Linked DNA regions of Mus musculus: regions 1 and 2 are each linked to region 3. The links are chromatin contacts, called in public Hi-C and HiChIP or PLAC-seq maps. All regions are on one chromosome and are shown on one strand. Each heading gives the region's core, a stretch centred on a gene start, on an enhancer-like site or on the middle of the called end of the contact. The rest is flanking DNA. Distances are from core to core; before and after follow the strand shown.

Region 1 (3,287 bases), core at 295-2,794, 460 kb after region 3:
TACTTGCCTAAGAAAAACTCATAGCGATGAAGCATTTGAATGCAGCACAAAAAAAAACCCGCTGCACTCTTTGACTGGGATCTTTTATGAATTAAGCCCTCCGGCAACTGCCTCCAAGGAGCCGGTGACAGCGGCTTAGAAGTGCTTGCAAATTGAAAAAACACAAGTCTGGAAGGATATAATTTTGCTGAGAATGGAAACTTGAAGTAGGGCCAGTGATCAAAAGGAGAAGGCAGAACATAGACAGCGGCAGGGGCAAACGGCAGCAGCAGCAGCAGCAGCAGCAGCAGCAGCAGCAGCAGCAGCGGCAGGGGCGAGCGACAGAGCCAGAGGCAAGTGACAGAGGCAGCACAGCAGCAGCAGGGGCAAGCAGCAGCCGATTCACCTAAAGAGGCTTTGCCTTGCCGCGCCGCGCGGTGAGTCTAAGAGCAGAGCCTTAAACCAAAATTCAAACCCCAGCTCAGTCACGAAAGTCCCCTTCCAAAGAGAAAAGTTGGACAAGCAGCCGCCAGTAAGCTCCTGCTTTCTGAGCACAGCCTGTATCTGTTTAAAATTTCTGAATATGCAAAGACAGCAAGTTGTCTAAGAGCTTTTACAGAAAAGCAAATTAAACTTCCCCTAACTTTGACTTTCTGGGCAGAAGTGCAAAGAATTCCCGATTCTTGGCTCCAAAAAAAAAGAAAGAAAAAAGCATTTTTTAAAAGCCTTCCTATCATCTAAAATGTAACTTTTAATCTGTGACATGCCTCGTAAATAAAGTCCTGACAAATCACACACATACATAGACACAGACACAAGAACATGCTCTGAAAAAGCCAACGCCTGCACCTGTGAGAGAGAAGCACTCCCGAGTTTATAGTCATCTTTCTCGCCCCGAGCCATAGGCTAGATTTAAAGGAGTCTCTTAAAACGGCAGTGTGGAAGCCCTGTGGAAGCGGAGGCTTTAGCAGAAGTACCTTGCAATAGTTTCTACCCGTACAGATACCTCTGCAAATGCATTCATCCCCCGGAGCTCCTTTTACAGCTCGCACAGAACTGCACATTCAGCAATTTGTAAATAACCCCCAGTTCTGAAACAATGCAAATTCTAAAGCAAATAAAGACTCTAGGCAGAAGAAAACAGTACACAGTTTAAATACAATTCTCCAACGAGTTAAAAAAAAAAAAAGTAAGAGATATTTACCTTCAAGAAGTCACAGAGGCAGATCTTAAATAATTGAGTTGGAAGGCTGCTGATTTTCCCCATCGCTTCTGAAGTACAAAGTCTGGAAATGAATTGGTGGGCAGGGATAATGAGGCGAAAAAGAAATCCAGAGAGATGGGAGATGTTAGAGCAATGTCACATTTCAATTTTGAGGACTTTATTCCATTGCGCAGGCTCTATCTGCTCTGAATTTAGCAGTGACAGTGAGATTTAGCAAGCAGAAGAGGGATTTAGAGAAAATCCTCACATTTATCTACAAAACACAGACACTGTAGACAGGAAACAGCTGGGGGAACATTCGCCTTCTCTCTCTCTCCCTCTTCTGGCAAAGTTATCGAGTAAGGACTTTTTTGGGCACCGTGACAAATAACATCATACCTTCGCTCTTAAAAACTGGAGCACAGAGACTCACCCCCCCCCCCCCTAAAAGAATGTGTGTCTCTGACAGGGTTAGCAGACATTAAATACTGAGGCTGCCATAGAAAAATAGGCTCTGTTCTCTGATTAACTTTCCACAGGGTTTGAAGGTACACTTGTGTGCTAATACACCTCACCAGGATTAGAGGATCTAAGTGGGACACGGGGGCAACTTTATATTTTAGGGCAAATGCAAAATTTGAAGGAAAAAAAAAACAAAAAAAGGAAGAAGAGACTATCTCCAGGAAGCACAATGCTGTTAACCCTGAAATGACCAGGGTAAACTAGATCGAAAGGCAGCTCTCAGGGGAAGGGGAGGTGGAGGGGATAGAGTGACCCTTGTCCTAGTTGCCAGGCAAGGGGAATGATCTCATTTCCTAAAACCTATAGATGGCCAGGCAGCAGTGGGCTGGCTCCTGTCAGGACACTGTGTCATGCTTTGTGCAGAGAATCAGGCTATGCTGAGATCTGGGATGGATTGAAAAATAAAATGATCCTAGTTTTCAACAAAGCTGGATGCCTGTCACCTCCTTGACCCCAAGGAAGCAGTATGGGAGGCACACACTGTTTCCCGTTGGCTGTATTGTTCTCTATAAATGAGTGTGTGTGTGTGTGTGTGAGACACAGTTGTGTGTATGTGTGCATGCATGCATATGTGTGTGTGTGTAAGTGTGTGTGTCTGTCTGTGTCTGTGTCTGAGTGTGTATTCCAAATAATACCAGCTGGCTAGCAATACTCTCTCCAGGGTTATGATGTCATTCAAATCCCTCAACTGGGTAAGTGGCTGGCAGCATGGTTCAAGCCGGCTGCTTCTGCTATTTATAATGTATAAACTCGCCTTTGCCACAGGGAATGGAGTTCTGATCTTCTGTTGATACGGTTTGTACCTATTTCTCAGTGGTCTTTCAGAGGCAGTAGATAAGAAAGTGAATTATGAAAGAAGGTTACAAAAGCCCAGATTAGACGCTGCATGCTTTCCACGGATATCTCTCCAGGTGTGCTTTCCCAGGGGAGATGGAAATGAGCCAGACTTGCCTCAGTCTCTTACTCTCTCGGACTCTCAGGGGGATTTGAAGGTACTGACACATCGGTGGAGACAGAGGCCAGTTGGAAACTCTACACTGCCTCTTTACGCTGCCCCATGGATAGAAACCTGCTTGGGGATGTGGTGATTGTCCTCAAATGAAACCAGTTTGGTTTTGCAAGGGGCTTGGGCTCTTTCCAACCCTCTGTGTGGTCAATACTTCACAGCAGTGTTTACCTTTCAGACAGGAACATTAGAAACCTGGTGTGAGACTGTTCCAGTGGTGGGTGATGCTAGGTATCACTTGATGAAGGAATCATGTGATGACAGCACCTACTATGTACTTGATTAGACACACCTCTGGTAAAGCAAAAAGGAGCATGCAACAGGCAGGGAGAGACACACGTTCCTGACGTCTGTTGAGTATCTGAAGCGTGAAGACTTATGAGTGGTGGGAGGGGGCCGCAGTCTCTCAGGGAGGCAGGAAGTGAAAGCTTTTTGGAAATGGAGATGGGGAAGGAGAGAATGCTATGTGAAGGGCACGGGGCTGGGAAGTTCCTGTGGGTAGGACTGACTCTGAGAACACACAGAAGTGTGGCATCATCAGGTGGTCCTGCCATATCTGCAGTTGTGGGCAATCCC
Region 2 (3,353 bases), core at 157-2,656, 500 kb after region 3:
TAGAATTTGTGTTTATGCCTTATCTGAAAAGGAGAGAACTTAGTTATCAAGTTCAAAATCATATTGGACTGAGGGCTGCTTCAAAGAGCCTCCTGGTTACATTCTTAGCTCCCCCTAACCTCCAGCCTTGCTTCCTTGTCTGTCATGAAAACCATTGGATTTGGCCTGACAGTGACTCTCTAATCCCCTGGCCAAGTCCAGTCCATCTTTAGGAAGAATTTGTCACACTCACTGTACCAGGGTGATGCTGTTGAGGTATTTGATGAAGAGATGTAAGATGGGCTTGGATTTGTAGCACGCAGGACCTTGCAGTGCTGGCAGACAGAGCCATGCTTGGGAGACCCTTTGATGCACTGGAAAGGCTCTGTTTCAAAGGTTTTATCTTAGGGTTTCTTTGAGAGAACCTCACTGAGATTCAAACCACCGAAGTTAAGCAGAACAAAGGGCGGAACCTTAAATTAACACGTGGGGGTGGGGCTGTCTTCACTTGGAAAGTTCCAGAACAGAGCCTTGCGAGCATCCGTCCTTGCCAGTGACCTTGGACATTTATTTAACTGTCCAGCTGAAAAGTTCACCCTGACATGTCAGACCGAGGCAGAACTCGAGATTTATAGTGAAACCTCAGGCAGGCTGGAAGAATGACTGCAATGATTATTCGAGAAACTTCTGCTCTTCAGGTTTTCTCTCCCACTCTTTTCTCTTTACAACATTCAGGCAGCTGCGCTGTCCTCGGTGATTGTGTGGCAAGGGCCATGTGGAAGTTGGCAATGGGCACCTGCCATTCTCTAAGAAGGGGTGAAGAGGTCCCGGGGTGAAGGAAGGGAGCCACACTCAGGAGCCAAGCAGAGGACAAGAGATGTTGCCTTGCAGAAGAAAGGAGGGAGGAGGAGATAGCTTGAAAGGAGAAAGGGCTTTTAAAAAATTAACTAATTTATTTCTTTTGGCACATTTGAAGAGGATTTTTTTTTTTTTTTGCAAAAATGTTCCAGAACTGGTAATCCATGCAAGGCTGGATGCAACAAGCAAGTGGGTCGGGACCAGCTCAAGTAGCTTTTGTTTCTCATACTGTTTGGTCAGGTTCATTTTCATATCTATTGTTTTTCATTGAAACTTTTAGAAAAGACTGGTTTAATTAAACCAAAATAAATCACAGGACCCATTTTTTTCTACCTTTATTTCCTATGATCCAGGAAATAGGGGCTTCGTTCACCAGCTGTGTGGACTTTGGCAAATTATTTCCCCTCCCTTGGTCCATTACCTCATGTGGAAAACAGGGCTTACATGAGTGTTTGCATCAGTGCCGAGCTTCTGTGATGCGAGGGCACTGCAGAGCTCTGTACCACATCAACTGTGGGCATCACTAATATCATTCAAATGCCACTCCATGGAGAAATGCACCATGGGAGTCTAGAAAAACAACCTCAAACAGTCAAAACAGGTGGTGGCCACAGCTGTCTCTTGGCTCTCATCTCTAGTCCTGTAGAGGAGGTTTGATGGATACTGATTCCATGGGGATAGATGCTACCTAATGTCCAGTGCATCAGAAGTGGGAAGAAGCAGCTGAGGGGGGTGGGGGACCCAGAAGGAGAGGCAGGAGGCAGGGGCAATGGGTCACAAGCACACCTGTCGTCAACTCCATGTAATAAATGATCTGCCCTCTGTCCTGCCCTGAATGCATCAGGGATCAGTCTGGAAAGAAGAGAAAAATGTGGGCCAGCACAAGTGGAAGCCAGAAAAGAATTGTTCTTCAGTGTGTTAAAAATGTAGTCTACACTGTCCTTGTCCACCAACTCCTAGATTATGTACCTGTGGAAGATACCCTGGAGCTAGTCTGAGCCATGCCTAGAATCATGAGCTCACTGAACTAAGGACTGAGAAAAAGTGTATGAATCAATTTGCTGTATCTCAAGTAACATAAACATGAAGTAACTAATACACTGACATTGTTTGTTTGTTTATTATAGTAAGTTCAGTAGTATGAAGGCTTTAGGTTTAGTTGAACCAGAAGTTCAACAGTGTTACCAAGTTCAGGTTTCTCCTGTCTGTATTATCATCTTTAGTTTATGGGTTGTATGCTTGAATTTTTAGAAAGTGTTTGCCAGTAGTAGGTAGGGTACTCTTCTTTCTTATTTCCAACCAGTGACTGGGAAGGGATGAAGGAAGAGAGGAGACAGAGATGACTCCACTCCAGAGTGAGAGGTGCAGTTCTGTAGTGCTCTTGAGATAATTCAGGACTCTCACGTCTGGACCAATCACAGTGGCTAGGTAGGAGCCTGTGACAGTGAATCCTGGTTGTTAGCTGAATAAAGGATCTAGGATCACCTAGAAGACGCCATCAAAAATCATTGGTGAAGGAGCTTCCAAGTTGTGGTAGCTGGGTGGGGAGACCCGCCCTGGATGTGGGAAGCACCATCCAATGGGTTAAGGGCATACTGCTGAAGATAGAGAAGGCAGACCAGGTTTCCTCTTAGCTCTTCCTAGCTGTGGATGCAGTGTGAGCAGCGGCCTCGGGTTCTTCCTTCCCTGTGTGACTTCCCCATGATAAACCAAATGCTCCAAGGGCAGACAAAATAAACTCTTAATCCCCTAATTTGCTTTTGTCAGATAGTCTGTGGAAATAGTGATAAAGGTAATGGATATGATAAGCAATATTTATTGGCTTAAGCCTGGAATTTTATTTTTGGACACTAGCTTAGATCTTGTGAGTGCCCTCCTGCCTATGCTACAGCAAGGCATATCACATCTTGGCAGGCATATGTGTGTGAGGAAAATATCCGATTACCAGAGAGAAAGCAATGAGGTCTTGGAGTCTCACAATCTATTTTGAAGGTATGCTTCAGATTTGCCTAAGACCCTCCCAATATGCCCTACCTCCTAAGATCTTACTGCCTCTCACACTGGTACTCGATGGATGAGAGTTACCAATACATGTGCCGCTGGGGAATAAGTTGACTTGTACCCAGTACACAATTATGACTCAGTATCTCGGAGGCCACATGAAGGAAGGTTTCTAATTCATTCTAAAACATTAGGAAGCAACCTACCCATTAAGAATGGAGCATGATTGAAGCTGGATGAAGCCAGTCAATGAGTGTGCAGTAGAGATGAAGAGTAGATGAGGCAAAGTCAATACTGATTGTGGGGACGGTACTGGACCTGAAGCTTTGGGTACAGGAAGAAGCAACTGTGAGAGATTCTGACACTTCAGTGAGATATAAAGCCACAAATCTTAGGGGTTACTTCTCAGGGTGGTTCAGGTTGGGAAAGTGGAGTGATCCTCTTTAAGGTCTTTTAGGGAGAGCTTTAAAAGAAGGACTTGATTCTTAGTGTTTTAGACCAAGAGGAAGGGTACT
Region 3 (3,354 bases), core at 95-2,594:
GAATGTGTCAATGGACCCTGCCACCCCAGTGCTGAGAGGGGACCGGGAGTCGGGAGGATCCCCGTGGCCAGCTAGTCAGGCAGCCTCGCAGAGAAACAAGAGAGCATCGGGTTCAGGGAGAGGTCCTGTTCCTAGGAAATAAGACAGTGTGATAAGAAGCTGACACCTGATACCCTCTGGCCTTTGCATGCACACATATGTGTACACCCCAGATACACAGAGATAGACACACACAAATAAAGATGTGGCTTAATCCTTGTCTTTTCTTAGTTCACGCAGTGTTGTATGTGGACAGGATCGGCTCATCTTTGTGGATTCTCAGACTGTTTCAGAATTTTGTATCAGTCAAGACTCCTGGGGGTACAGGCTTCAGAAATCCACTTCTGCCCAACGACCAGAGCATCAGATCTCAGGTGCAGAACTGATGTTAGGGACTGCAGGACCAAAGGGTGCTACCGGGACTTCATCTGCTGCCCTGTTTTCTTCCTGATTACTGTTTTTAGGCAGCCTTTCCTCTGGAGGAGTGAGGAAGCTTCTAGAACTCTTAAGTCCGCAGCCTGTTCCAGAGAGGAGAGAGAATAACAACCTCTAATAAACAGTAGTTCCACCAAAATGGTCAGACTTGAAACTTCGCTCCCTGATTGGTTGGCTCAGGTCATGTGGCTGTCGGGTCTGCTCTGATTGGTTACATGTCTAAAAAAAGGCTCAGTCAGCATCGTCCAAAATCTGTGGGTTGATGCTGGGTAAAGGTCTCCTCTGGAGAAAGGTTGTAGCAAGCAGGCCGTGGACAGGTAAACAAAGGCCCAAGTTGTTTTGAGAGCAAACCAAGCTATACTCACTAGTAATCTTTCAGATCAAAAATAAGTCATTTCAGTAACACATATGCCTTTTGTTAACATGTAAGCTGAGGCTCCTACGTTTCTATCCAACCTCTGTAAAGTTGACTAGGCAGTGATCACATTTTTCAGATGAGGAAACTAACAGAGTTGTCCAGAGACCTGCGAGCAGTCTCCAGCCTGATGGTGACAGACTCCAGTCAGATGATGGCGACAGCTTCCAGTCCCGACTCTGTTTTCCTGATCCTATTCAACTGACCCCCTTTGTTTTCCCTTTTAACACTAACAGAGGATTCCACAGAAATTGCAAATTGCATTTTATAAACCAAATTAAGTACATCAGTGCCGAACTGTGTTTGGGTTTCCTAACATCCCTTACATGTGGCGTTGTCCCGTGTTCTCCCCCCTCCCCCCTTCTTTTCTGTCTTGCTTGGAGACATACTGGTCTGGTGTTTAAGCTTGGAATGAGGGGGGTGGGGTGGGAGGGAGATAAGTGGTCTCCGATCCTCTCCCTCTCCCTGATTCTGGCAAGCTGGTAAAGCCAGCTGTCTACCCACACACATACGCTTGGTCTGGCTCTGAATACCCCACATTCTCAAGTCCAGAATGTCATGCATCTGCCTCATGTCGATTGCACAAGAGAGCAACCGCACTGGGGCCCCGGAGGGGAAGCTGCTGGCTCCCCTTGGTCACCCCCAGCAGATTCATATTCTAAAACGAAGGGCAACAGAACCCCAAGCTTGTATTGGAGATGGCAGCGACCTCCAAGGTCGATGCTTGCAAAGGCTGGAAGCAGATACTGGCACTCTATGAGGCTGAGGCCAGGGTGCTTGCCCAGAGGTGCCTTGGGAAGCCTGTGACATAGGCACTCCCTCTCAGCAAGCAATTTGGTATGCTCCTCCAACCCCGAGCGGGTTCCACCTCTGTACTTTTTCATTAGAAGTGGATTGCTGCTCTCTGATAGGAAAGATCCATTAAGGAAATAGGATCTAATTCTGGAACCCAGGCTGGCCTGAACCTAACTTTTTAGCCTTGAACTTGCAGCAATCCTGTTTTTTTCCAAACGCTGAGGTTACAGATGTGAGCCATTATACCCAGTTCAAGATACAGTTCTGACATTGTAGCTGTAAGCTGGGGTCTTGCCAATGACAGTTCTGTGACCTTCTGCTGCTCACTATATGGTCAGAAAAAAAATTCTAAGGTAGGTGGGATTTGGTCGTGTATGCTCCTAGTTCTTTGAACTATTTGCTCTTAAATGTTTTGAATCAATAATCTATTACCAGTGTAAGCCTCGCAATAGCATCTATGTATGCCCTGGGAAGCCAACTTACTCTGCAATGTCTCCATCTATTCACTTTACCCCTTTCCCTAAAGGTAAGACTTCAGAATTAAGTCTCAGCCCAGAGAAGGAAAGGAGGGGAAGCAGATGTGAAATCCCACCCATAGCTGGGGAGCTATTGGCAATTGATCTCTGCAGGGAGAAGGAGAGTCATTTTTCTTTAAGAGTGGCTCCCCTGGTGAGTCAAGCAACCTCACTGGAAGGCCACACACCCAAGAATATATGCTGCGTAAGTTGGGCTTGATGGGTAAAAAATAATAATAATAATAATTGGATGAGTGGGGGAGGGGTGGATCATGAGGGGGTGGGGAGAGGGTGAATATGATCAAGCACTTGTAAATATTAGGAAAAAGGCAAGGGGAGGGGGGAAGGCTGGAACTTAATTAAAAAACAAAACAAAACAAAACAGGAATGACGGTTACAGTAATCCTAGTCCTTGGGAGGCTGAGTTAGGGGGACCATGAGTTTGTGGTTAGCCTGCTCGTGATAGTGAGTTCTAGGCTGGGTATGTAATGAGACCCTGTTAAAACAAATCAGAATAGCATAGCAGTACTTCTAACATATAGATAAGTAATTATGCCTTAGGTACTTCAGATGGCTAATGTAAGCAAATAGTGTGGGAGATTGGATTCTCCAAACAGAAAATCTTGTGGTTAAAGTTTCCCCCCACCCTCAGCATTAGTTACTTTACATATTGTGGGGGCAGAATATTGCCAGAAGCAACTTCATAAAAAGGAAGGGTTGCTTTCGGCTCAAAGTTTGAGGGGAGGTTGTGGCAGTGAATTTATGGTGGTTGGAGCCTGTGGCAGCTAGTCACACAGCATCTGCAGTAAAGAAGCAGAGAGAGAGAGAGAGAGAAGGAGGAGGAGGAGGAGGAAGAGGAAGAGGAGGAGGAAGAAGAAGAAGAAGAAGAAGAAGAAGAAGAAGAAGAAGAAGAAGAAGAAAGAAGAAGAAGAAGAAAAGAAGAAGAAGAAGCAGCAGCAACAGCAGCAGCAGCACTGTGCACAGCTGGCTTTGCCCTTATAATGATGTCTGAGGTCTGAACCCATGGAATGGGCCCTCAACACAATCAGCATCAACAAACTCCCTCCCAGATGTACCCGGAATGGTTCTGAAGGTGACTCTCAATCTTGTCAATGTCACTCACGTAAAAGAAAGATTTAATAATTCTGTTGGAAT

Evidence for each region. A called contact is a pair of places that touch in the nucleus more often than the background predicts. HiChIP or PLAC-seq counts read pairs in DNA pulled down with a chosen protein or histone mark.
Region 1: a Hi-C map of myocytes shows a contact between it and region 3, with 5 times the contacts expected there. The contact joins the promoter of Igf1 here to the enhancer-like site in region 3. A contact is called at or near these places in 20 of 39 promoter capture datasets (the 3T3-L1 cell line, the C10 cell line, the HPC-7 cell line and 13 more), 2 of 15 datasets of contacts at CTCF or cohesin (the NIH/3T3 cell line and embryonic stem cells), 104 of 484 Hi-C or Micro-C datasets (B cells, the BV-2 cell line, the C3H10T1/2 cell line and 59 more), 16 of 115 datasets of contacts at active chromatin or transcription factors (CD4 single positive thymocytes, VIP interneurons, acute myeloid leukemia and 12 more) and 5 of 9 other capture datasets (adipose tissue, embryonic stem cells, liver and 2 more).
Region 2: an H3K27ac HiChIP or PLAC-seq map of VIP interneurons shows a contact between it and region 3, with 5 times the contacts expected there. The contact joins two enhancer-like sites. A contact is called at or near these places in 2 of 484 Hi-C or Micro-C datasets (pre-pro-B cells and uterus), 2 of 115 datasets of contacts at active chromatin or transcription factors (VIP interneurons and acute myeloid leukemia) and 1 of 9 other capture datasets (embryonic stem cells).

The regions. Positions count from the first base shown.
Region 1 is chr10:87,857,309-87,860,595 of GRCm38.p6, reverse strand. It overlaps Igf1 (insulin-like growth factor 1), which reads right to left and starts at 1,544. Exons shown (of 4, transcript NM_001111275.2): 1 at 1,184-1,544. The coding sequence starts at 1,246. All of the region lies in intron 1 of Igf1os (a long non-coding RNA gene), which reads left to right.
Region 2 is chr10:87,819,309-87,822,661 of GRCm38.p6, reverse strand. No RefSeq gene overlaps it. Among named protein-coding and RNA genes, the nearest start is that of n-TKctt21, 9.0 kb to the left of the region's middle. Within about 2 kb of position 1,406, at least 3 of the 459 cell types and tissues checked have an H3K27ac peak or open chromatin away from gene starts, as enhancers often do. A contact at or near this core is called in VIP interneurons and uterus, where this site is marked.
Region 3 is chr10:88,319,256-88,322,609 of GRCm38.p6, reverse strand. It overlaps a transcript of Washc3 not described here. Among named protein-coding and RNA genes, the nearest start is that of Gm51779, 16 kb to the left of the region's middle. Within about 2 kb of position 1,344, at least 55 of the 459 cell types and tissues checked have an H3K27ac peak or open chromatin away from gene starts, as enhancers often do. A contact at or near this core is called in the N1E-115 cell line, VIP interneurons, acute myeloid leukemia and 11 more, where this site is marked.